2 separate regions of the Rattus norvegicus genome follow, and region 2 is linked to region 1. A link is a contact called in public Hi-C data. All regions are on one chromosome and are shown on one strand. Each heading gives the region's core, a stretch centred on a gene start, on an enhancer-like site or on the middle of the called end of the contact. The rest is flanking DNA. Distances are from core to core; before and after follow the strand shown. Region 1 overlaps Smad3 (SMAD family member 3). Region 2 holds the start of Smad3 (SMAD family member 3).

Region 1 (5,660 bases), core at 1,219-3,718:
ATCCACCTACTCCTATGATATCAGACAAGCCTTTCAGTGGTATTTTTTGAGTGAGTGGACTTGCTGGAATGATCAGTGGGCAAGAGAGAGAAGTTCCCAGCAGTCACCTGTTTGTGGGAAGATTGCAAATGGAAGGTTGCCCCCCTTCTTGGCACTGTTCTATGCTACCCACCCTAGTTCTTGGTTGGGAAGGGCTTCACACAGGCATTGTGTGCTTTATAACAACGCCTTCCCCTTGGACCAACGGCAAATACAAAGCAATGATTGCATCTCTGTGCCTTTGGCCCCAGCCTCTCTGACTTCCCAGGGAGGTTGTAAGGCATAGCAACCTCCATCAATTTTCTCCAGGCCCATCACACCTTGTGAGGGCAGGCCTCTCCATGGTCCATCCCATTCCCGTATGCACAGGCCCATGGTCATCTCTTTAAACGTTCATTCCTACTTCAATAATGGGTCATCTCAACTTTCCTCAGGGTAGTCAGTGACTACTTGGGCTTCCTTCTGGTTTTCCTCCAGTAACTTCTCATCAAATGTATACTCCCCCTACAGTGGCCAGATTACCTCCGTGAAGCTGCCATAAAGATCCCACCACAACCCCTCCAGCATACCACCAGCCTCATGCTGTGGGTTGGGGGGGTGAGGTGGCGTTCAGAGCTCAGCCTCACCTTGCCCTGCTCTCCCTGTCACCTGACAACCACTGTACTGCTGACTTCCATGGAGCACACCCACTCTGCTGCCTGCGGTGCCCCCCCATCCCATCTCATTGCTTCATTTACTCAGCCCATTGCATGTGGCTTCCTCTCAGGCATACCCAGCCCCCTCCTCTATGCTTGCTCCCTCAGCACCACAGGTGAACACAGATGTAAGCAGGCTGAAGGTCTAAGTATCCTCCTCAGCATAGCTCTATATGCTGTATGGATTCTGCCCTGATGTCTGTATAGACTGAAGAAGCCAAAATACAAAGTCAGTTTCTCTGCCGGCAGCTGTACGGCTGAGTTCGGAGGCTCTCCTGTCCACTTAACTTTCTGATCCGTGACATGAAAGTTAGCATGCTTCTGCCCATGGCTATGAAGAACCACCTTGGGGTAATCTGAAGAGATCCCAGGAAATACTCACCTGTGCCCACCCTGCTCTTTGCTCATCCTCCCAGCCCTTCTCCCCAAGTCTAAGTCAGAGAATTCTGGCCCAAGGCCACTGCCACCTTCAGACTGGCCTGTGACCTTGATGACTTCACAGATAAGTACCTGCCACAGGGGTACTGGCCTGACCATGGTGGGATGAAATGCTCCAAAAATAAATCTAAAGCAATCCTAAAGGGGAAGCCCAGAGTCAAGCTCACAATTGGCCTTTAATGGCTTATAGTCTCAGGTTGTTTTCAATAACGCAGTCCCTTCACTATCAGGGATATGACCTTCCCTCAGCCAAGCCCGGCGGTATTATGCTACAAAGATTTAAACTGTATCTCTAAGTCCTGTTTTGTTCCACCCACACATCGGCATATTTCAAAGGCTCTTTACCCATCTCCCAATATTCTAGATGACGAGTTCTATCTGATATCTGCCAAGGTCTTGAAACAAGTGGGCACCACAGCCTGTCCAACGTACTCCACTCTGAAGGGTTCTACCATGATCAGCTGCTTTTCCTGAGCCGAAAAGCAAGTGCTAGCCTAACGCCACACTCCCAACCCCATGAACCCAAACTTAGTTTGTTTTGTTTTGTTTTTTCCAAACTACAAACCAGAAAATCAAAAGCTACCTTTGATAAAAACATGGATGTCACATCTGTTTTGAGCCCTTCTGCCGTTTCTAGCCCCAAGGACTTCTGCAAAGCCTCCCTCTCCCACACAGGAGGGATGCTAGCAGGCTGGCAGGGTGACCCTCAGAACACTGACCTGCAGTCCAACAGCTGAACATTGTTGTGGGAACAGTGGGGTCAGCTGATATAAACACTGGGAGATAACACAGTGCTAATCAAGACATTCGAATGGAGAGACACATTTTCAGAGAAACAGAGGCAGAGACTGGGAGAGGCAGACAAGCCCTGGTTTCAGCAGCATGGAGCACATGTGTACACTGCCCTCACCAGTACCAGACAGACCACGATAAAACAGTTGTGCTAGGCAGTGCGATCGTGGGCACATTGCTTTCTCCCCAAATTCCTTATATGTTGCTGTTTTAATAACAAGTTATTATGAGACGATATAACTCAGCTGAAATACCAATGTGTGTCTGAAACAAGCTTCTGGGAGCTGGGGGCCGAGTCTGGGCAGCTGCCTGTGGCTTTGCCCCAAGCCACACACGTGTGTTTGGCTGACCGAGGCCCCTGTCTCCTGGGCCTGAAGTCTGGGAGATTTTTGTTCACTCACGTCTGACCGCTTCCCAGGGGAAATACGAACCTCAGCATAGACTGTCTTTCCTACAGGCCACTGTTCTCGGGTTTCTCTGTTCTGAGGTGACCCAAGGATCACTGTAACCAGAAACCCCTCGGGTTGGGCTGTGCTGATGGTGAAGGAGGGGGCAGGGCTCACCTTAACTGTCCCTTCCCACTGAGGCAATCAGTTGAGTTACAGCCAGGAGTGTGGCAGCCTTCACCTTAAAGATGGATAGTTACTCACCCAAGTTATTGTGTGCTGGGGACATCGGATTCGGGGAGAGGTTTGGAGAGCCTGCAAGGTGAGACACAGTTGTAAGACATTGTTGGAGTACTCCACTACCAAGACAGGATCACTCGCCATGCTACAAGGAGACCCTAGACCAAGCCTGGAGTCTCAGGAGCCTGGGCCTAACCTCATGAGCCCCCCAACTACACATCTAGCCATGATGCCCTATCTGTGGAATAGACAGATTGAAGGTAATTTTAAAGGCCCCTCAAACACATTCCACCTTAGCACCTAAGCAAGGCTCCAGTGCAGGCCTTGGTGGGCCCAACTAGGCCAGCTCACACACCTGCCCTCAGGGAAGACTGACTATTCCTGAGGAAATGCAAAGACAAGGAGCCCCTATGTGTGCTGTGGAGGGTAGCCTCCATCCTCACAGATCTGCCTCAGAAATGCTGCAACTCAGCAGCTTATTTGATCCTTCGTACACGGCAGGAGAGGGCATGTGACGTCTAATAATTCATGCTCTGATTTTCTCTCAATCCCTAGCTACCAAGAAAACGTGTGTGTGTGTGTGTGTGGGTGTGAGTGTGTGGGTGTGGGAGGGGGGAGGGAGGGAGAAAGAGAGAGAGAGATCAGGTCTGCCTTTCTGTAGGCCCGTGTGCAGCTCATAGTTAGTTATTTATGAATGTCTTGTGGCCCCACCCCACCCCCTGACATCCACCAGACCTTGAGGCTGAGCCCTGAAGCTGCCTTGAGCTGTCCCTGGGGCTCTTTTATTTCACCCCAACAGAGTTCTGAGCTCTGAGAGGGCCAAGAATGGGTCACAGGCTTCCTTTTCTCCCGTGGTGGCACCTGCCCCAGTGGAGATAAAGAACAATTTCAGAGGCCAAGTGGGGCTTGGCCAGCTTGCTGCAAATACGTATCACCCGTGTGGTTTGGGCCAAAGTATGTTAACATTACTGCGCCTTCATTTCCCCCTCATATAAAGTAGAGACATTATCATCTACTGACCTGTATAAAGTAAATAGAAGGTTACATTAAAAACAAACAAACAATTGCCAGGCTTGGCATATAGGAAGCATTCAATAGTTGTTTCCTATTTCTATGGTAGTTCAAATCATGAAGGTCTAAGGTTAGTCGAAAGGACACATGTGCTCTCAGGGGAGACTTGAGGGTGACCTGGGTGACCCTCTAACCAGAGACACTTCCACATCTCACCTGGTAGGAAAGCCAAGTCCATGAGCAACTGGACTCGGAGCCAAATGGGTTACTTGGAAGAAAAAGAACAAAGAAAGACCTCCACCCATCCATGCCTAGGTTGGCTGAGTACACAAATCCTAGCTCCCACAGAGCCTTGCAGGGACAGAGAGGTGTAGGAGAGGGGACAGCATAATGAGACAAAAGAAAGCAGAGGGAGCAAGCAGATTGGAGCCAGGGAAAGCATGCATGGCTGGCCCTCCCCCCACACAGGCCATTCTGATGACGTTTGTTTATTACAGTCATTGTACACATACAGAGGGGGAGAGAGCGGGCTGTGAGAAGCTCTGCAGCTGGAGGGAGGCTGCCTAGCTGGCTCACTTCCCATGCCAGCACTCTGTAGCTGCAAGTTTTCAGCAGTCACTTGGCACAGAGCACAGGAAGGTCTTCCGTGCATTCCAGCTGGGTCTGTGCTGCCAGCCACATGCCTGGATGGGTGTGTGTTGGGGGGTGTGCTTGACCTAAAAGTGTAACACCCCAGTGACTAGCACACATGTGATCCCTTTTCACCCTTTTGAGGATTGTGCAACCTCTTGCAGTCCGAGAGTGAGGCAGTCCCCCCATCGTGGGAATGGAACAGCTGCTGGGCCCCTTTCTCTCTCCTTGCCCACTACACAATGCAGAACAGGTCCCGTGTGGCAGCTGGGGCTCTGTTCAAGAAGCTGCTGGTTTGGAACCAATTTGGTCACATAACATATGACATGGGAAACATCTGGGAGCATAGCAGGATAGAACTAGCTCAGTCCCTCCCAGCAGGGACACACTGATCACATTGGCCACTACATAGAGAGAGACAGAGACAGACAGACAGACACACACATCAGTAGATAGATATTTCTTTTTAAAGAAGTCACTACTGGTGTCTTTGCTGGCCACCAGAAAAGGCTATTCCTCCATCCATGTTTTCCTCCCTGCCCTCCTGCACTGCTTCAAGCGTTCGAGCCCATCTCCCACCTTCTGCCAGCACCACACCCAGGTGACCTAACTACACTGTCAGTAAAACTACTTTGTGTCCTCACTGCAGAGGGATATATGAGGCACACAGGGATGCTACTCTACAGACACTAGGGAGGGAGAAAGCAGCAAGGCAGAAGGGAGGGACAAGGCTGCAGGCACTGCCCACACTACTGACCTGCGTCCATGCTGTGGTTCATCTGGTGGTCGCTAGTTTCTCCATCTTCACTCAGGTAGCCAGGAGGTGGGGTTTCTGGGGGACGAAAAGGCAGGCAGTTCTATTAAAATGAATGCAAGACTGGCTCTGGCAGTCCATTTGGGAGCCAATATATCATGCAGGGCACCTAGAAGAAAGCAGGGCCTCACAGGAAAAGTGTCAGCTCCTGGACTCAGCCATGCTCAGGCCTGTCCACCTCTGCCCTCTGCCTCCTAACCTGAATCCTAACACACTGACTCCCAACTCTGAAGTCCCTTGCTCTAGGGCCACAACTTAGCTGACTTGTTCCTATCCCTCAAGGTCAGGTTAAGAAGGGAGGCTTTAGAGCCTCCTTCACCATCTCTGTCCCCTGAGGAGCTGTGGCCTTGAGCCTGTCCCTGTACAGATTGGACACTCCGGTCACTGCTGTCTTAGGGGGATGTGGCTTAACTCTCCAGTGAGAGTGCCATTCAGTGGTGGCTCCCTCAGAGATCTGTTTCTCAGAATTCTGCCTTGCCCTCCCACCCTGCCTTAGCCCTCCATGGTTTGCCCCTGACAGGGAGTGGACAACTTACCCCCCGGAGGCCAGCGCTACCTGCAAGGATCTGAGAAGCCAGACAGCTGGCCTCTGCTTGCATGTGCTCTGACCCAAGA
Region 2 (5,660 bases), core at 1,707-4,206, 94 kb after region 1:
CAGAATGTACTAAGGCACCCAGTGTCCCGCCCCACACGAAGCGGGTGACTAAGTCACACACTTTCCTTTGTCTGCTTTCCAAAGCCCTAGTTCTCAAAGGCAGCAATGTGACAAGCAACACACAAGCCCTGGGCTTAGCAGACACAGGGATCGCACCAGCAGGAAGCCAACTAGTCGCCTCCCCAAGACGTGGCCTTTAGCTTTCTGCCCATGGCCAAAACAGCAGCAGCTGTTGCCAAGGGAGACAGGGTGACCCAGAGGCGTGGGCACAAAATCCAGGGATGGAAATCCACCTTTGTCTGGATCCACCCAAGCAACTGGGTCTCACTAGTTGAGAAAAGATGAAAGAAAAGAATCCCAGGCCTGGGAGGGTAGGTCAGCAGCAGAGGGCTTGCCTAACATGCAGGAAGCCCTGGGTTCGGTCATCGGTTGCAGCCAAAGAGCCAACGAATGAACACCCCGCTTCCTTACCTGGCCTCCTAGGCCCAGGCTGAAGGTACCCAGTCCTAGGAGGCTGGGAGCACAGGCATTAGCCTGAACTCTCAGTACCACACTAACTTTTACCTGCCGGTGAGGAAGGCACAGCCTCTCCTCCAAGCTGCCCCCAGCCCAAAGATTAACCAAGAGCCTTGCAGGCAGAAGAGATCTACTACCCACCCCGGACAAAACAACCTGGGAGAAAGGGTACGCCAGATCTAGTCGAATGCTTTGCCTCTCTAAGTTCTGTCACTTTGAAAGCAAGATCGTTCTAGACCTCCGTGCCTTTTCTGTGTCCCGGTTCTGTTGTCCTCCAGGCACGTTCGTGCCTTGTAAATTGTGAAACACTCTGCAGCTTCGTAGTTGATAGCTCTGGAGGAGGGCTCAGAACAGAAAGCGCTTGGGCTGGGTGCACCCAGGCAGATTGGGAAAAGGCTGCGTCTCCAGATCTGACAGAGCCCTATGAAACTCAACCATCCTGCTCCATCGAAACGATAAAGGAGAAGGGGAAACCGGAGAAAACCACCACATCACACCAGGTCCCCTGAAGCCGGCTGGCAGAGGCTCAGAGGCCGAGCAGACAACACACAGCCTTCCCTCTTCAGTAGGATCCACCCACTCAGGTTTGGAGTTGATAAGACTTTTATTTTTGTTTGGTTTCTTTTTTTTTTTTTAAGTCGGCATTCCCACCATATGTGGTGTTTATTTCCAAGGAAGGCCAACCCTAGGTCCCTGTGGACAGACATTGTTTTGTGCCTTACTATCAGGGCTGGCAGCCCATACACAGCTGCCTTGAGCAGGTGGCCAAGGATGGAAGCTACCAGGACCCAGAACAGTGATGACCTCTACTAGTGTAGGTCCTGGGAGCCCTCCCCCCATCCCTCTGCAGCCAGGGACGTCCCCAAACATTCCCACCTGCCCCTCATCTGGAATCAGTCTTTAAAGGTGTCTGAGAAGGAAAAAACAAAACAAAACCAGAAGACTAAAGTGCTCTCACCCCATTGCCCAGACGCGACTATGCTCTAGAAGGCCTTGGGAGCGAAGTCACTGACCCCTTCCATCAGCCATCTGTGAGCTCCCGCCCGACTCCTCTAGCCCGATGGGAAGGATAAAGGAGGTCAGGACAGATGGCAAAGCGCTTTGGGAAAAGAGGCTCTACAGGAATGCAGGGCCGATGGGAGGCCAGCCCTAGGGTGTTTTGTTATCTGCCTGGAGCTGCCTGCTCGATTCTAGGCACCAGAATACCCTGGATTTAAAAGATCGCAAACCAGCAGGGGTGGGGTGGGAAGAGGGAAAGCCCCTACTTTCTGCCACTTGTTTCTCCCGCTTCAAAGTCGGTGCTCTGCTCTCTAACTAAGTGCGTGCGTGCATGCGTGCACAGGGGGCGGGAGGCTGGCACAACCAAATCTAAAAATACTCAGTAAAAATGCTAATCCCAAGGCAAAGAAAGAGCGAAGAAGGAATCTGTCAATCAACGGGCTCCCGCTCCTCACCCACAGCTGTACCGACTGCATTCCTGTAGACGAGGAAAAGAAATGGGGGAACAGAGCTGAAGAAAAGAAAGGGACACACGCCACCACCTCCAGGAGCCCGGGGCGGGAGGCGGCGGAGGAGGAGGGGCTCGGCCGGCAGAGCCGAACAAAGCGGGGCCTCCACTTGGAGCCCGAAGCCCCGAGAGTTAGGGGGCCAAGCTCAGAAGCATCCCCGCTGCCCAGAGGCAGCTGGCGATCGTTAAGGTCTAGAAGCCAAAATGCCGCACGGAAGCCTGGGCTCTGAGCCTGGACAAATCCGAAGGTTTTGTTTGGGGTCCCTCCACCCACTCTCCGTCCCCTACAGGCGCGCGCGAACACACACACATACACACACACACACACACACACACACACACACACACACACACACACACCCTCCCACCCTCCCTCCTTATCCAACACACACACACACACACACACACACACACACACACACACACACACACACACACCCTCCCACCCTCCCTCCTTATCCAACCGGGCCGCGCTAGGGGGCTGGGCCGGCGCGTCCCCCCACCCCTCGCCGCTCTGGGACCCCACCTGGGGATGGTAATGCACTTGGTGTTCACGTTCTGCGTGGTGATGGCCTTCTCCAGCTCGTCCAACTGCCCCGTCTTCTTGAGCTTCTTCACCAAGCTCTTGACCGCCTTCTCGCACCACTTCTCCTCCTGCCCGTTCTGCTCGCCCTTCTTCCAGCCCAGCAGGCGCTTCACGATCGGGGGGGTGAAGGGCAGGATGGACGACATGGCTGGCACGGAAGGGTCACCGGCGCCCCCGGCGGGGCTGGACGCACTGGGGACGCCGGGGGCGCACAGAGGCAGCTCGGCCTGCGCCGCGCCCGAACTTCGCTTTTAACTCTGGAGAACTTGCCCAGGCGTCCCGGCCAGGATAGCGGCACTGCAGTTGCGGGGATCCGGAACACGGCGGCGCCCGAGCGGCTCCACGCGGACCGACGGACTGACGGACAGGCCCGGGACGCGCGGGGCGGAGGCGGCGGCCGCGAGACTCCGAGTGCCAGTAGAAAGTTTGGGTTTCCGCACGGGGTAGCTGTTTGGGTGCCGCCTCCGAGAAGGAAAGTCCAACCCCCAGCCAAACTTTGCTGGCCTGGATGGCTTTGGTGCGCAGATCCCTCCGCCTCTGCAGCGCTGCTGCTCCTCCCCCTGCGATCGCCGCCTTGCAGGACCGGCCAGGGCCGTGCAGCCGTGCTCCCCGCTCCTCTCCCGCCCGCTCCCAAGTCTACGTTTCACGCAGCTCCGCGTGCAGCCTCCTTCCCAACGCAGTCGCCGCCCCCTCGCTGCCGGGGCTCCCCGCTCCTCCCCCGCGCCCTGCTCCGGGGAGGACCCGCGGCCTTCCCCGCCCAGCTCCGCCAAGCGCGCCCACGTGGGCCACCGGGCACGGCGGCCGTCAGCTCTGCCAAGTGCCGCGGGACCCGACTCCTGGGGACTCGCTGCCCCCAAGACGTTCAGATGTAGTTGCAAGGACTAGAGAGGATTAGACTCGCAGGGAACAGGCACGGTCCGCCAAGGGCTGGCTGCACCTGGGAGAGGACCCGGGCGCGGCGAGGGGTTCAGAAAAAGCTCGGGGCCCAGGAAGTTGAGGCGCGCTGATCTCGCTCAGTGGCCGGGGCTGCTTTAGGTGTTTTTTGTTTTGTTTTTGTTTTCCTGCTGGGTGAGATCAGAACGGCTGACTGCCTGAGACTACTGAGGAGGGAGTTGGAAAACGGGAGAGGGAGACTTAAAAGGGGAGTTACGAGACCTCAGTGACAACTTGAACAATAGCTGGAGCCAGGGGTCCTTTGGGACCAGTGAACCAAGCTCTTTACAGAAAAGGAGCCTCAAAGACATCTGTTGCGTTCCTGAAGGAATGAATGCGGGCGCTTTAGGATTTTTCTTTGGGGGAGGGGGAGAATTAACATTACAGGGTGTTACTGAAGATCCGAAATTCAACACCAAACAAGTAAGAGAGCTTTTGTTTACAAATCAGTGAACTCGCGCGCGCGAGCACACACACAAAGTATAGAGCAAGCCTGGAGGACTTAGGAAGTTTATTCAAAGTTAGCCTAGGTGGGAAGCCAAGAGAACCTGACTTGGGGTAGCTCTAGGGCTTTACCGCAGACTGGGCGAATGCAGGGCTGGTTACCCACCGGTCCCTCTACTGATTTGAGGTGTTACAGCAGGCCCTCAGCTCCTAAAGACTATGCTTGTTTTTGCACACGCACGCACGAACACACACACACACACACACACACACCCCTCCCGTGGTGAGAAACAAGTTATTTGCAAACCAAGATCCGGTGCGAGTTACAAAGCCCTATGAAGTGTGGCCAGTCCCACAAAGTCAGCCCAGAAGCTTCAGGGGCCCCCTGCTCTGTCCCTGAGGCTGCCCCACCACCAACCGCCAGCCGCAGCTTGTCAGGGGTTGTGGTTTTTCTCCTCCCACCTCCCTGATACCGAGTTCTGAAAGGAAGACCCCTGAGGCTCAGTAGATAGGCCGGTCCTTGCAAACCAATTAGATGGTGGCTGTAGCTTCCCACTCGATGCTAGAGACTATAAGGAAGGAGGTCTTTGTTTTGTTTTGTTTTGTTTTGTTTTTTTTTCAAGACAGGGTTTCACTGTATCTCTAGCTGTCCTGGAACTTGTGCTGTAAAGCTGGTCTCAGATCTGCCTGTCTCTGCCTCCAAATACTGGCATTAAAGTGGGCAGTCTTAATTGCTATGTTCACACAGATACACCAACTACTGCCTTTAAAGTCCTGGGAGACACAGCCCCAAGGGTCAGAGCCAGGATTTAAACCCAGGTTTTTGTTTGGGTTTGGTTTTGAGGTCTTCCAACTGGCCCTAGAGCTGTATAGGGGCTATGACCCAATTTGCAAAGCAAAAGCTTTCCTCACAGGCGCATCATAACTACGATAGCCCTTTGCTCTCTGCCTCCTAGGTGTCGGGACTTTGCAGAAGTCCAGTACAAGACAGGAGTGGAGACCAGTGTTGATCCCATTCCTGAATAAGGATAGCCGGGAGAGATGGTTCAAATCCTGCTTCTCCAGCACTTCTCCAGCCACAAGTATGCTGCTTGTTGAGAAATTTGCAGTGAACAAGGAAGAGCCTTAACCATGAGGAGTCCACAGCCAGAGAAGCACCAAGGGACAGGGATGAAGGTGTGCTAGGTGGTCAGAGAAGAACAGAAAGGGGCCTATGTAATCATCTTCCAGTAAAAAGTAAATGTTAGCCAGGCAGTGGTGGCACACCTTTAATCCCAGCACTTGGGAGGCAGAGGCAGGCAGTTCTCTGAGTTCAAGGCCAATCCCATCTACAAAGTGAGTTCCAGGACAGCCAGAGCTATGCAGAGATACCTAAGAGCACTGACTGCTCCTCCAGAGGTCCTGAGTTCAGTTCCCAGCAACCACATGGTGGTTCATAACCATCTGTAATGGGAACCGATGCCCTCTTCTGGTGTGTCTGAAGACAGCTACAGTGTACTCATATAAATAAATAACATTTTAAAAAAAGAGAGAGAAAAAAAAGAGAGAGAAGAGAAAAAGAAAATCAACAACAAAAAATATTTCTAACCTGAACCTAAAACCAAGTAAGGCAACAAGGTGGAGTCTGAGGTGCCCAGGTCCTCCACGTTGCTGAGCCTCTAGTCTCTTACCTGT

Evidence for each region. A called contact is a pair of places that touch in the nucleus more often than the background predicts.
Region 2: a Hi-C map of Schwann cells shows a contact between it and region 1, with 4 times the contacts expected there. The contact joins the promoter of Smad3 here to the enhancer-like site in region 1. A contact is called at or near these places in 7 of 12 Hi-C or Micro-C datasets (the A7r5 cell line, the Rat2 cell line, Schwann cells and 4 more) and 1 of 1 datasets of contacts at active chromatin or transcription factors (oligodendrocytes).

The regions. Positions count from the first base shown.
Region 1 is chr8:73,036,168-73,041,827 of GRCr8, forward strand. It overlaps Smad3 (SMAD family member 3), which reads right to left. Exons shown (of 9, transcript NM_013095.3): 4 at 4,989-5,063; 5 at 2,615-2,665. Among named protein-coding and RNA genes, the nearest start is that of Aagab, 60 kb to the left of the region's middle. Within about 2 kb of position 2,469, at least 2 of the 93 cell types and tissues checked have an H3K27ac peak or open chromatin away from gene starts, as enhancers often do.
Region 2 is chr8:73,129,368-73,135,027 of GRCr8, forward strand. Smad3 (SMAD family member 3) reads right to left here and starts at 2,957. Exons shown (of 9, transcript NM_013095.3): 1 at 2,550-2,957. The coding sequence starts at 2,755.